Linked DNA regions of Mus musculus: regions 1, 3 and 4 are each linked to region 2. The links are chromatin contacts, called in public ChIA-PET and promoter capture Hi-C maps. All regions are on one chromosome and are shown on one strand. The core of a region is the stretch at or near the end of the contact, and the rest is flanking DNA. Distances in the headings are between cores, read along the strand shown.

What was found. ChIA-PET counts read pairs in DNA pulled down with a chosen protein or histone mark. Capture Hi-C pulls out chosen DNA fragments and counts their contacts.
Region 1: a contact with region 2 is called in a promoter capture Hi-C map of liver. The contact joins the promoter of Cys1 here to the promoter of Taf1b in region 2. A contact is called at or near these places in 21 of 39 promoter capture datasets (the 3T3-L1 cell line, 3T3-L1-derived adipocytes, the C10 cell line and 14 more), 16 of 484 Hi-C or Micro-C datasets (the 63-12 cell line, CD8 T cells, the G1E-ER4 cell line and 7 more), 1 of 115 datasets of contacts at active chromatin or transcription factors (stem cell-derived neural progenitor cells) and 3 of 9 other capture datasets (adipose tissue, liver and pancreatic islet).
Region 3: a promoter capture Hi-C map of adipose tissue shows a contact between it and region 2. The contact joins the promoter of Klf11 here to the promoter of Taf1b in region 2. A contact is called at or near these places in 9 of 39 promoter capture datasets (the 3T3-L1 cell line, the C10 cell line, the HPC-7 cell line and 6 more), 6 of 484 Hi-C or Micro-C datasets (B cells, CD4 T cells, LSK cells and 3 more), 3 of 115 datasets of contacts at active chromatin or transcription factors (bone marrow-derived macrophages, embryonic stem cells and memory CD8 T cells) and 2 of 9 other capture datasets (adipose tissue and liver).
Region 4: a contact with region 2 is called in an RNA polymerase II ChIA-PET map of memory CD8 T cells, with 13 read pairs. The contact joins the enhancer-like site here to the promoter of Taf1b in region 2. A contact is called at or near these places in 9 of 39 promoter capture datasets (the 3T3-L1 cell line, the C10 cell line, the HPC-7 cell line and 6 more), 1 of 115 datasets of contacts at active chromatin or transcription factors (memory CD8 T cells) and 3 of 9 other capture datasets (adipose tissue, embryonic stem cells and liver).

Annotation. Positions count from the first base shown.
Region 1 is chr12:24,680,405-24,683,160 of GRCm38.p6, forward strand. It overlaps Cys1 (cystin 1), which reads right to left and starts at 1,391. Exons shown (of 5, transcript NM_001004455.2): 1 at 226-1,391. The coding sequence starts at 504. The region is part of intron 1 of Gm36129 (a long non-coding RNA gene); the gene reads left to right.
Region 2 is chr12:24,497,248-24,499,947 of GRCm38.p6, forward strand. Taf1b (TATA-box binding protein associated factor, RNA polymerase I, B) reads left to right here and starts at 1,334. Exons shown (of 15, transcript NM_020614.2): 1 at 1,334-1,402. The coding sequence starts at 1,385.
Region 3 is chr12:24,650,000-24,652,857 of GRCm38.p6, forward strand. It overlaps Klf11 (Kruppel-like factor 11), which reads left to right and starts at 1,372. Exons shown (of 4, transcript NM_178357.3): 1 at 1,372-1,567. The coding sequence starts at 1,526.
Region 4 is chr12:24,632,725-24,635,424 of GRCm38.p6, forward strand. No RefSeq gene overlaps it. Among named protein-coding and RNA genes, the nearest start is that of Klf11, 17 kb to the right of the region's middle. Within about 2 kb of position 1,262, at least 55 of the 459 cell types and tissues checked have an H3K27ac peak or open chromatin away from gene starts, as enhancers often do. A contact at or near this core is called in adipose tissue and memory CD8 T cells, where this site is marked.

The sequences.
Region 1 (2,756 bases), core at 141-2,640, 180 kb after region 2:
TCTCCTTTAACAGAGACAGTAGCGGGCACCCACCCAGGAGGCAGAGTTAGAATATGCAAGAGTGGGGATAAGGAAGGGACACAAAACCCTATAAGGGACTGGGGCGGGGGTGGGGGGCCACTCTGGGTGAGCTGGGGACAGAGGCGCCAAGTAGGGACGGAGGCCTGGGTGGGAGGATACTAGGGATGCAGAGGGATGGGTGGAGGGCCTGGCCCCCATACTCACCGCGGGTGCGAGCCGGGCGGGGCCTCGTGGGGTCAGCTCCTGGGGCCCCCAGGCCTCCGACTCGGCCAGCAACTGATCCAGCAGGCGTAGGGTCTCCTCCCGGCCACCGGAGGGCGTCGCGGGTCGGGGGTCGCGGCCGCTCTCCTCCTGCCCCGCGGCCGTCCGGGCCTGGTCAGCCGTGCCGCCCTCCGAGGCTGTCTCTCCCGGGCCTGTCTGACGCCTGTCAGGGCTGCGTCGCCGCCTCGGGATCCGGCCGCTCCGGCTGCTGCCGCTGCCCATGGCGCGCACCCAGCCTGGAGCGCGCAGCCTGGGAGCCGGGCGGGACTGGGGCGGGAGCGCGGCGGGCCAGATGGGGCGAGGGAACAGCAAGGGGGATTCTGGAGGAGTGAGCGGCGGAGGGTGCGATGGAGAGATAGGGAGGGAGGAGAGTCACGGGGGATGGGAGCTATGAGAAACGGGGGTAGCAGGAGGAGTCACGGGGGGCGCGGGGATGGAAGAGACAGAGAAGCAAGGATGATCTGGGAGGCTGGAGGAAGTAGAGGCTGCTAGGGGAGAGGGGGCGCTCCTCAGGGGGAGAATGGGAGGATGGGGAAAGACTTGGAGGAGATGAAGAACGGGGTGGGGCAGGGGGAGCGCCGTGAGACAGGGAGAAAATGGGGAAGGTGATCCTGGGGGGGAAGGAGAGTAAGCGGGATGAAGAGAGGGTGGGAGTGACTCCCTGGGAGACTCTCAGGGTGCGGCGGGGGTGTGGGAAGTTTGGGGTAGGGTGGCACTGCAGGGAGGTGCAACAGGGTTAGTATTGTATGGAAGGGAGCCTTAAAGGGTGCAGAGTGGATAGACTGGTGGAAGGGAAGTCAGGGCGAAAGAATCATCTTGGAGAAGTTTGGGGGAGGCCCATGGAGCACGGGTGGGAGTCATGCTGGGAGCAAGGGGAGCAAGGCACCGGCTGAAAAGAGCTGGGGGGTGAAAGACAGAAGAATGCTTGAAGCAGAGCCGGATGCCAGGGAAGGGGAAGATCAGGAGTCGGGGTTGGAGACTAGCACTGTCGGAAAGGAGGTCGTTGGGGCTTCAGGTACAGGTCTGAGAGAGCAGAGACAAGGTGAGAGGAGGAGGGAGACAGAAAAGGAGAGCCGGAGATGTGTGTGTGAGTGTGAGAGAGAGAGAATGTCCAAGGGAGGGGAGAGCTTCAGGGTGGCCAGCCGGAGTGAGAGGTTGAGAGGCGTGTACCAGAGGCCCTGGGCAGGGCACACTGAAGGGCGTGTCCCTGGACAGGGACTCGAGGGTAGAGGAGAAGACTCTGGAGTGGGCGTGTGACTTCCTGGGAGGGAAGGATGCGCAGAATTTGGGGTGGTTAGATTGTGGAAGATTGCGACCCCCCGGCCCGGACAGGGTGAATTTAGAGGTCGAAAGACGACCTTCCTCTTCACCATCTTTCTGACCTCCGATTGGAGTTCCTCTGGCCGCTTCACCGCAGGCTCTGGCTTCCTTTTCTCCAGGTATAGATCTGGTTACTAAAGCTGTCACCACTGAGGTTTCTACAGGACTGGGGCGACCCTGGCTTGGCTAGATTTGTGCTTTTACGGGACAATTTCTGGAGGCTTACCATAGGCTAATTCTTTGCCTGCTTCCCTTCCAGCACTTTCCAGGGCAGGGTGATTTAAATACCCCGAAGTTTGGTTTTCTCTGATTTTGGCTTGCCAATAACCGCATCCGTACTGGCCAACCCAATGTGAAAGTGGAATTTTGGGTGAAATTCTTCCAACGGAGGCATAAAATTTTACTATTTTCATCACCGCAGGAATAGATGTATGCCCACAGAAGTGGGATACACGGTGCACAGATGTGTCTAGGTTAGAGATTACTGACGTAAGTTTTCTCTTTATGAAAACAAATCTCATCTTGAAATTCATCAAGCCAAGGGAAAAAAAGTCAGAGAGAATGAATTTTTTCCTTGAGCAAAGTTCAACTCAGTTTAATCATTTAAAAGAAAACACGTTTTACTCCTGCCCAAGTAGAGTCTAGTCATGTGACTCCGAGTTTAAATATAGCCAGCGCTCCTGTGTTCTCCAGAGCAGCCAAATTTTTCTCGATACTCTTGATTTCAACTGTTTCCCCAGACTTGTCTCCGTGGCTGTGCTTGCACAGGAGTCTTGCCAAAGCCTGCGTTCTCTCTGAGCTCACACATAATGTCAGCCACATTTGGAGTCCTGGCTTCCAGGAGTCTGGAAGGGCTAGACAGAGGGAGGCATTGCACTGCAGGCCTGTCATCCCAGCACTCGTGGAGCATAGGCAGGTGATTAGGAGGTCCAGGTCACCTCCGGGAATGCTTTCTTAGCAAGTTTGAGAGGATAGTCTGGGCTGCAGGAGACCAGCCATCTAAAAACAAAACCCACACTAATACCGAGCGCACAGGCAGCCTCCAAGATCCTTTCTAAGGGTAGACAAGAGTCTGCCCAGAGCGAGTTAGTCTCAAGAATCTCAAAAAATAGAAGACAAGAGCTAAACTTCCAGACAGGAGCCTTACAGTCACA
Region 2 (2,700 bases), core at 84-2,583:
GTACAGATAGTTGTGAGCTGCCATGTGGGTGCTGGGAATCAAACTGAAATCTTACAAGAGATGCCAGTGCTCTCTTAGCTGCTGAACCATCTCTCCAAACCCATGATTTTCTTATTTTTGTCTCTTCCTACCATAGTATTGATATTAAAGTCAATTAGCCTCACTTTATTTAGTACCTCTGTAAACTACTAAACTCCTAGCACGTAGTAGTCCCAAGGTGGGAGGAGGCAAAATAGGTTTAGCTTTCTAAATTATGACCCTTTATTTTTAGTACCTTCATTAATTTGCAAATTGCAGAGACCCCCTCTCCTCTGGGCTTGGAGATCCTTTCCCTCTAACATCTATAATATCAAGAGTTTCCTTTGTTCTCCAGAGTGCTGCAGGATCCTTGACATATCCCAGCCTACCCTGCTGGGGACCTTATCATCTGAAATCCATCTCAGCTCTTCTCTACTGCCCCTGGAAAGAATTTTTAGTATCTAAAACAAATGTCAGGCTCTGGTGGCACAGGCCTTTAATCCCAGCACTCAGGAGGCAAAGGCAAACACATGTCTCTGACTTCAAGGCCAGCCTGATCTACAAAGTGAGTTCCAACACAGACAGGACTACTCAGACAAACCCTGTCTGGAAACAAATAAGCAAAAACAATTAAATAAACAGATATAAATGTTCACAAAGGTGGAGACTTATTTTGTTCACAGGAAAATCTAAAACAACTTTAGTTTATGGAATGAAGCAGGGGATTAGTGTGTTCAACGAGGGAACAAGAGATAAATGTATTAAGAATTTATTAAACGAGACATAATTATATTCATAGGCAAACATATATTTTTTACACAGGAGGAGGTGAAGGTACAAGAAAGAAATAGAGTTATGACTAGAAATCTTGGTCTGGGGATGTTCAGTGGTGTGGAGTTCTTGGCGAGCATGCACTAGGAGGGTTTGGTTCCTAGGATCTGGGAAGTTAAAAAAAATTTCAAATAGACAACCAGTTCTAGTTCAACAACCTGTGTTCAAACACTGAGAACACATTTTGTAAAACCCAGAAGCCGGAAGTCATGGCACACGCCTTTAATCCCAGCTCTCAGGAAGCAGAGGCAGGTGGGGTTCAAGGCCAGTGTAGTCTCCTGAGCTGAGTTCCGGGAAAGCCAGAGCCACAAAAACAAAACCACAGAAAATCCTCGTAGGTCTGAGCTCTGTCACTGGGGCCTGGTCCTGGTCCTGTACTGCCTGCCAGAAACCTGGGTCTTGAGTCCCACAAGGGCAGCACAGAAGACTCCTGGAACGCAAAGGCAGAGGCTGTGTTTCCGACCGGAGCGCTCTCCCCGTCTCTCCCGGAAGCGGCGCTTGCTGTTTGGGTAACGGTGTCTGCAGCGGAGCCTCGATGGATGTGGAGGAGGTGGTAAGGACCTAGAGGAACGCGTGCAGCTCCCACTCGCGTTCCCTAACTCAATGGGCCAGGGATAGCCAGGAGGAGGAGGAGCAGCGCCCAGGGCAGGCGTCGGCTCGGGGCGGTGACCCGCATAGGGGGCGGAGCGAAGGGGCGGTGGCCACTTGGGCCCCGGAACCTGGCTGCTTGTCCGCTCTGGGAGGTTGCGGGTGGGATTGGGTGGAGTGTTTGTTCAGAGGGGCCGTGGGCCAGAAAGAGGATGAAACTGTGGGCTTGTGGGTTGGCCACCCCCGTGGCTCCTTGGAGGAGACCACCCAGCAAAGCTCCCTTTGATGCTGGTTGCGCGTGAGGAAGAGCAGGACCTGGAACTTGGGTTGCCTCCAAGTAATCCCTGTCAGCCTGTCTAGGGTACGGACACCAGACTCTTGCCGAGGACGTTCTAATGTGCTTGCTATCTTAGGGTTTCTATTGCAGCGATGAAACACCATGACCAAAAAAGCAAGCTGGGGAGAAAAGGGCTAACACTTCTATATGATTGTTCATCATCTAAAGAACAGGGCAGGAACTTGGAGGCAGGAACTGATGCAGAGGCCATGGAGGGGTGCTGCTTACTGGCTTACTCCTCATGATTTGGTCAGCTTACCAGGTTCTGTAAAACCTAGAGCTACCAGCCCAGAGGTGACACCACCCACAATGGGATGGACCCTCCCTCATCAATCACTGATTAAGAAAGTGCCTTACTGGCCTACCTGCCACCTGATGGTATGGAGGTATTTTTCTTAATTGAGCTTCCCTCATCTCAGATATCTTCAGTTTGTGTCAAGCTGACACAAAACTATCCAGCACACGTGCCCACACCTCACTGTAAGAGTGGTTAGGAAGCTGCTGCACTTTGCATGCACTGTGAACATGATGGGTGTATTCAGTAGCTGACCCATAAGTCAAACACCAAAGAATTAGGAACCAGTTCTCTGTGTGTGCACTGACAGAATAATGATAGAGGGACTCAAGGTAGACAGTAGATACTATCTGTATCCATGACAAATGTAATAATGTCTATATAATACATTGATAAACCTAAAATTATAATCCATATAGACCATAAGTGGACCATATGCTCCTTTTGCTTCCAGTAGAACCCCTAAGCACCCAGTTAAACGTTTGGTACTCATACAGTTGATACCCTTTATATGGTTGGATGAATAAATCAAAACTCGACACATCTGCCTCAGTGCCCCAAAGAAAAAGTCAACAGTGTTTTCAATCTTTGTTTGCTTTGATCATCCATACGGTGGGTCATCCTTTTCTCC
Region 3 (2,858 bases), core at 122-2,621, 150 kb after region 2:
AATCACCCTCCAAAGGCTCCCTCTCCAAATACTATTAACATATTACTCTGGAGATTATTCTCCAACACATACGCCATAAAACCACGTGTGGAGAGAACAGGAGACAGTAGGGACGTTGGATGGGGCGGAGGCATTATAGGTAAGGGTGAACACGGGGAGTCAGAAATTCAGTGTGGGAATGAAGCAAAAACAATTTAAACAGGCCCAAGTAGAAGACTAACTCCATGTGTGTTAAATGCCCCAGTAGTTAGACATGTGAATTCACCTTTAAACACTCCTACTGTTACTTTCAACAAACTCCCTTTCTTTGGTTCACTTAATTCCATTGTCAAGCCAGTGTGAAACTGAGGAATCAGGGTTGCAACTATAACCCTTAGGCCTTACCAGCTTAAGGACAGGGCTCTCTGCCTGCCTGCCTCTCTGCCTGCTCACCTGTCTGATAAAAATAGGCAGCATAATGTCCAGCTCCTGTCTGCTCATATCAGCAATGATTCTCCCAGACCTCCACTAGTTTCAAGGCTCTGCAGTGAGGCATCAGGGGGTTAGTAGAGGGGTGCCCTATTGCTGCACTGTAGGTTGGAGGTGGGCACGACATACTGCATGCATTGACCTCTGCTCTCCAAGACTTGTGATGAGTGTACATGAATAACCGCACCTAAAGGCCCAAGGGGAAAAAACGGATACTCAGGATTTGGGTCAGGTCTCACGTAGGCCTGAGGACACCCCAAGTGGGTGTCCTTTGTATGGCCACTGGGGAGGATGCGCAGGCTTCATTAGGTACATGTCGAGTGGCTGACTACACGGCTGTAGTTCTTTTGTAGCAGAAGGCAGATTAGAGTAGGAAGAGCATTTGATCTGGCGCCATGCAGGAAAAAGCGGATGTCGTCCCTAAACCCAAGCAGCTTTCAAGCCTCTTCCTGGGCAGAGATGCGGTCCTAAGAGCCAACGACAGCTTAAAAGAAATTAGAGACAGGGTGAGGCCGTCCCTGTGGGTCCCGCCTACCAGATCCGTCCACGGCGTGGGGCCAGCGCGCGACCTCTGCGAGCAGCCCCTGCGGCAGAAGAGGACCTTACTGCGGTCGACTGCCGCCGCGCCGCCGCCGGGACCTTTCCCCTACTTTCCAGGCCTCACGCCCCGCCTCTAGCCCGGACCAAAACACGTGCCGCCGCCCGCCCCGCCGGATCACGCCGCAGCCAGGCTCCGATCACGCGCCCCCCCGCGGCGCCCATTGGCCCGCTTCTTGCCGGCCTGGCGCTGATTGGCTGGCGGCAGAGGCCATGCCCCCAGCAGGGAGCGGTGTATTTTGGTTTGCCCGCGCGCCCCGCCCAGGGCCGCTCCCTCCGTGGCGCCCCGCCCCTCCCGCGCCTCCCGGGCCGCGCGGAGGCAGAGCCGCGCGGCAAGGAAGGCGGAGGTGCGCGCCGGGAACAGACGCTCGGGACACCGCCGCCCGCCGCACACGTGCAGCCTCCGCCGCACGCAGGGCTCCTGCCTCGCAGCATTGCTGCCTGCAGGCCATACGGCACCATGCACTCGCCGGGCTCCACCGGCCCCGGCGACGGGCGCGCGGTAAGTGACGGGGCTGAGCGCGGGACGAGACGGGGGACGCGGGAGGGATGGCGACTTCTCGCTGCGGTGGGGGCTGCGGATTTGCTCTGGTCCGGACAGGGACCCGGAGGCTCGGCCGGGTCAGGGTGGGGAGGGGGGTGTGTTAGCGCGGCAGCCTGCCTTCAGCTTTGTCTCTGGTCCGCTGCGGCCCCGCCCGGCGCGGCTATTTCCAGCCATGACGTCACCCGAATCCAGAGGAGGACCGCTGTTGGATGTGGGCGCGGCTGGCGGGAACTTGGGGGCGGAGTCAAAGCTGGGGCGCAGCATGGGGGCGTGGCCAAAGCTAGGGCGTGGGCAAGCGTGCTTGGAGGAGATATTGGGGGAACTAGATGGGACCAAGGCGAAGGACATGGTGAAAGCACCTGGTAGTAGTGTAAGAGGGCGGAACCGAAGCTAGAGAGCTTGGTGAGAACCTCTGGTAGGACTGTGGGGCGGGGCCGATGTAAGAGTGCATAGTGAGAGTTTATCTAGGGGCGGGGCAAAGGCTAAGCCGAAGGGAGGGAGTGTGGTGAGAGCATCTGGTAGGAGTGCAGTGGGAGGGGCTGTGGGTGGAGCCAAAGTAAAGGTATCTCAGGAGGGTGTGGCCAGAGTGCCTGGATGGGGTTACGACGGAATGAGGAGCAAGGCAATAGTGTGTCTTGATAGGCGAGTGTGCAAGAGTGTGGTTCGAAGAGGTGTGTCAGCCAAGCTTAATGGGCTGGTAAGGGTAGAGCTGGGCGAAGGGTGGAGTCTAAGTGAGAAGGGGTGTGGTAAAATGGGACTTTGCAGGCTTGGGCCCAGGGACTGAGTGAAGTCATGGCAGGGACCTCTGTCAGAAGGTGTAGGGTGTGGAGCAACAGAACCTGATAGAAATGTAGGGGGCCAGAGAAGTGGTGCGGAGCAGGTTCCTGGTGAGAACACAGTATTACATGGACTCAAGGGAACCTACGTTCGCATTCTTTCCTAGTATGGGGCTGGACATTGATTCCACTTGAAGGCTCATAATCAAAATACCCTTCCAGGAGGTTGTCTGGCCCCTATGGTCATATCTTTGCCTGTTCAGTGAAGGGGAATCTGGACAGACAGGAAGTTTTGAAGCTCAGAAAATATGTATGGAAATATGTGTCTGTAGGCTTAAGTTTCTCTTTTGGACAGGCTAGGTTCCAGTCCCTTCCTCCCCACTCCTGCATGTAAAGGTGACATGGTATACAGGAGGAGACACCTTTCCTGGACTATGGTTGAGCTTTCTCATGCTGTTCCTCTCACCTGACCT
Region 4 (2,700 bases), core at 12-2,511, 140 kb after region 2:
ACAGAGCCACAGAGATGCCATTGCTACTGAGAAGCAACATGGTGGAACCGCTTTGAAAAGCCAGTGTGCTGAACAAAACCCAAAACTACACAGGAGAGTGTGTAGACTGTGTGTCTGTGTCCCTGGGAACTTCTGTAGTGGCAAAAGGCAGATCAATGGGTGGGAAAGCCACGAACTGGAAGAGAAAGGAACTGGCTGCAAAGTGACACAGACAATGTGACAAATGGGCCTTGACCCCACCTTCACCTGCTGGGCAGTTGAGGGGCCCCTCCTTTAAGTCTTTCATGCTCTGGACTTCTGATCCTCATTCCCACTTCCTGTCTTTTTAAGATGGAGTTTCATGTAACCCAGGCTAGCCTCAAACTTCCTGAACTCCTGATCCCCTAACCCAGTGGTTCTCAGCCTTCCCGATGCTGCAACCCTTTAATACAGTTCCTCACGTTGTGGTTAACCCCTCCCCCAACCATAAAATGATTTTTGTTGCTACTTCATAATTGTAATATAAGCATCTGATAATGTGACCCCTTTGGGGTCGAGAGCCACAGGTTTAGAACCATTGCTCTAGCTTCTTCCTCCCACTCATAGGGGTCACAGGTGTGTCCCCCAGGTTGCTCGTGGCCCTCTGCTCCTTCCTACTCCCCCAAGGCTCCTCACATGCAAGCACACCCCTTTGTCTTCTTTTCCTCCTGTAATGTTCAACTCAGACCTGGCTAGGAAATGGGGTTCTAACCCTAGGGACCAGTAGTATGGAGTGGTCTCCCGTCTGCCTCAGACACCTCTCCCTGTTCAGCCCACTGTCAGATCACTGTAGACTCTGTCTCCACCCTGGACAGTGCCCTCTGGGAAGGCAGCCAGAGCTGTCAGTCTGCGGGACCCTAGGCCCCGCTCAGGCCTTCTGGACATTACTGAAATGAATAGCCGAGGACCTTGGCCACTATCTGCAGAATCAGGGTCATTTAACTCTTCCACACTGTCTAAATGGGACGATACACAAATGGGGAAATCTTAGGGATAAATGCTCACACCAAGGCCATGTTTAGTCAGGACCACTAGGCTGTCTGGAGTCCCCTCAAAACTCTTTAGAAAGTAGAGAAGCTGCCTGAAGCCACCTGAGCTGTTCTATCCCCATTTCTGCCACTCTAGAAAAGGAGCCTGACTCTGCAGGCCACCTCTTCCAACACACTGTTGCTGGGGTAACCACCCTGGGTGTGTCCCTCTTCCGGGGGAAGTAGTGGCCAGGCCCACCCATTAGGCTAGGAGGGGTTTTCCCAGGAAGAAGCAAGGCCCTCAGAGTGATGTCCTATGTAATCAAGAGTCCCACCTGTCTCCACCCAGGGGAAAGCACCAGCCAAGATACCCTGGTCCCTCCCTTCCTTCCCAAGACAGTACTTTGTAAACCAGAGCCAGGAAGCCAGGCAGCTGGGGAACTTGAATGGCCTCCAACCTGTGCTTTGACATAGCTAAATGGGAAAGTGTGGTTAAGTCCCAACGGAGCTCTAGGGCCTGACTGGAGGCAGTATGCTCTGGAAGGTAACCTGAGACCTAGCTGAGGGGACCCACCCAGCCACCCACCCAGAGTGTTAACTGAGTGGTACCATTTCCTGTAGCAGGGTTCCTGTATGACTCTGTCTCCCACCACTGTCAAGGTCTCCACAGGTCCCTGTGTGCCCAAATGACTGACACATCCACCCATGTCAACCAGCTGGCTCCTTCTTATCAGGCCGAAAACACTAAGCGGCTCCCTCTGGTTCCTCACAAGCTATTTTCAGCACAAAGGTACAGCTAAGCAAAAAATTAAAATAATAAAATAGTCCATGGATACTTTGGCAGCCTGTAAGGGCAGTATTAGTGAAGATACCATCTCGATTCTGAAAATAACTTAGCTAGAGAAGCGTTTGAGCAAACAGGATTCACAATGTCTCTAAGGAGTAGGGAGTCTATAGAGCAAGGGAGCAATGAGCTTGGGCCTGGACAAGAGCCCTGGGGATGCAGAGTGGCCTGAAGGATTCATACACATAAGACTATGATTAAGAAAATTCTGAACAAAACCACATAAATAGATGTGCGTGTGTATGTGAGCCTATGTTTGCATGTGCCTGTGTGTTTTTTGCAAGTAGAAAACACCTGGCACCTGTGGTCTGTCCCAGGGGAACACAAGGACCTGGCGTCTGTGCCACTCGTGAGGTGAAGCCCTGGTCCCTATGCTGTGACTTCAGGAGCAGAGACTGTGGGAATGGGGGACTGTGAGGGTGGGGTCTTGAAAGACTCAGGAATGCAGGTCTTCCTCAGAACAGCCAGTCAGCTGCTGTTCTTACCATGCAAGAAGCTCAACCTGCAGTCCAACTGGGGCTCCCCAAGCCCCACATGCTGCTCTCAGCCTGTCTTAAGTTAGGGCTTCATTGCTGTGAACAGACACCATGACCAAGGCAACTCTTATAAGGACATCATTTAATTGGGGCTGGCTTACCAGTTCAGAGGTTCAGTCCATTATCATTAAAGTGGGAACATGGCAGCATCCAGACAGGCATGGTGCAGGAGGAACTGAGAGTTCTACGTCTTCATCTGAAGGCTGCTAGTGGAATAATGGCTTCCAAGCAGCTAGGACGAGGGTCTTACAGCCCATACCCTCAGTGACACACCTACTTCAACAGGGCCACACCTTCTAATCGTGCCACTCCCTGAGCTGAGAATATACAAACC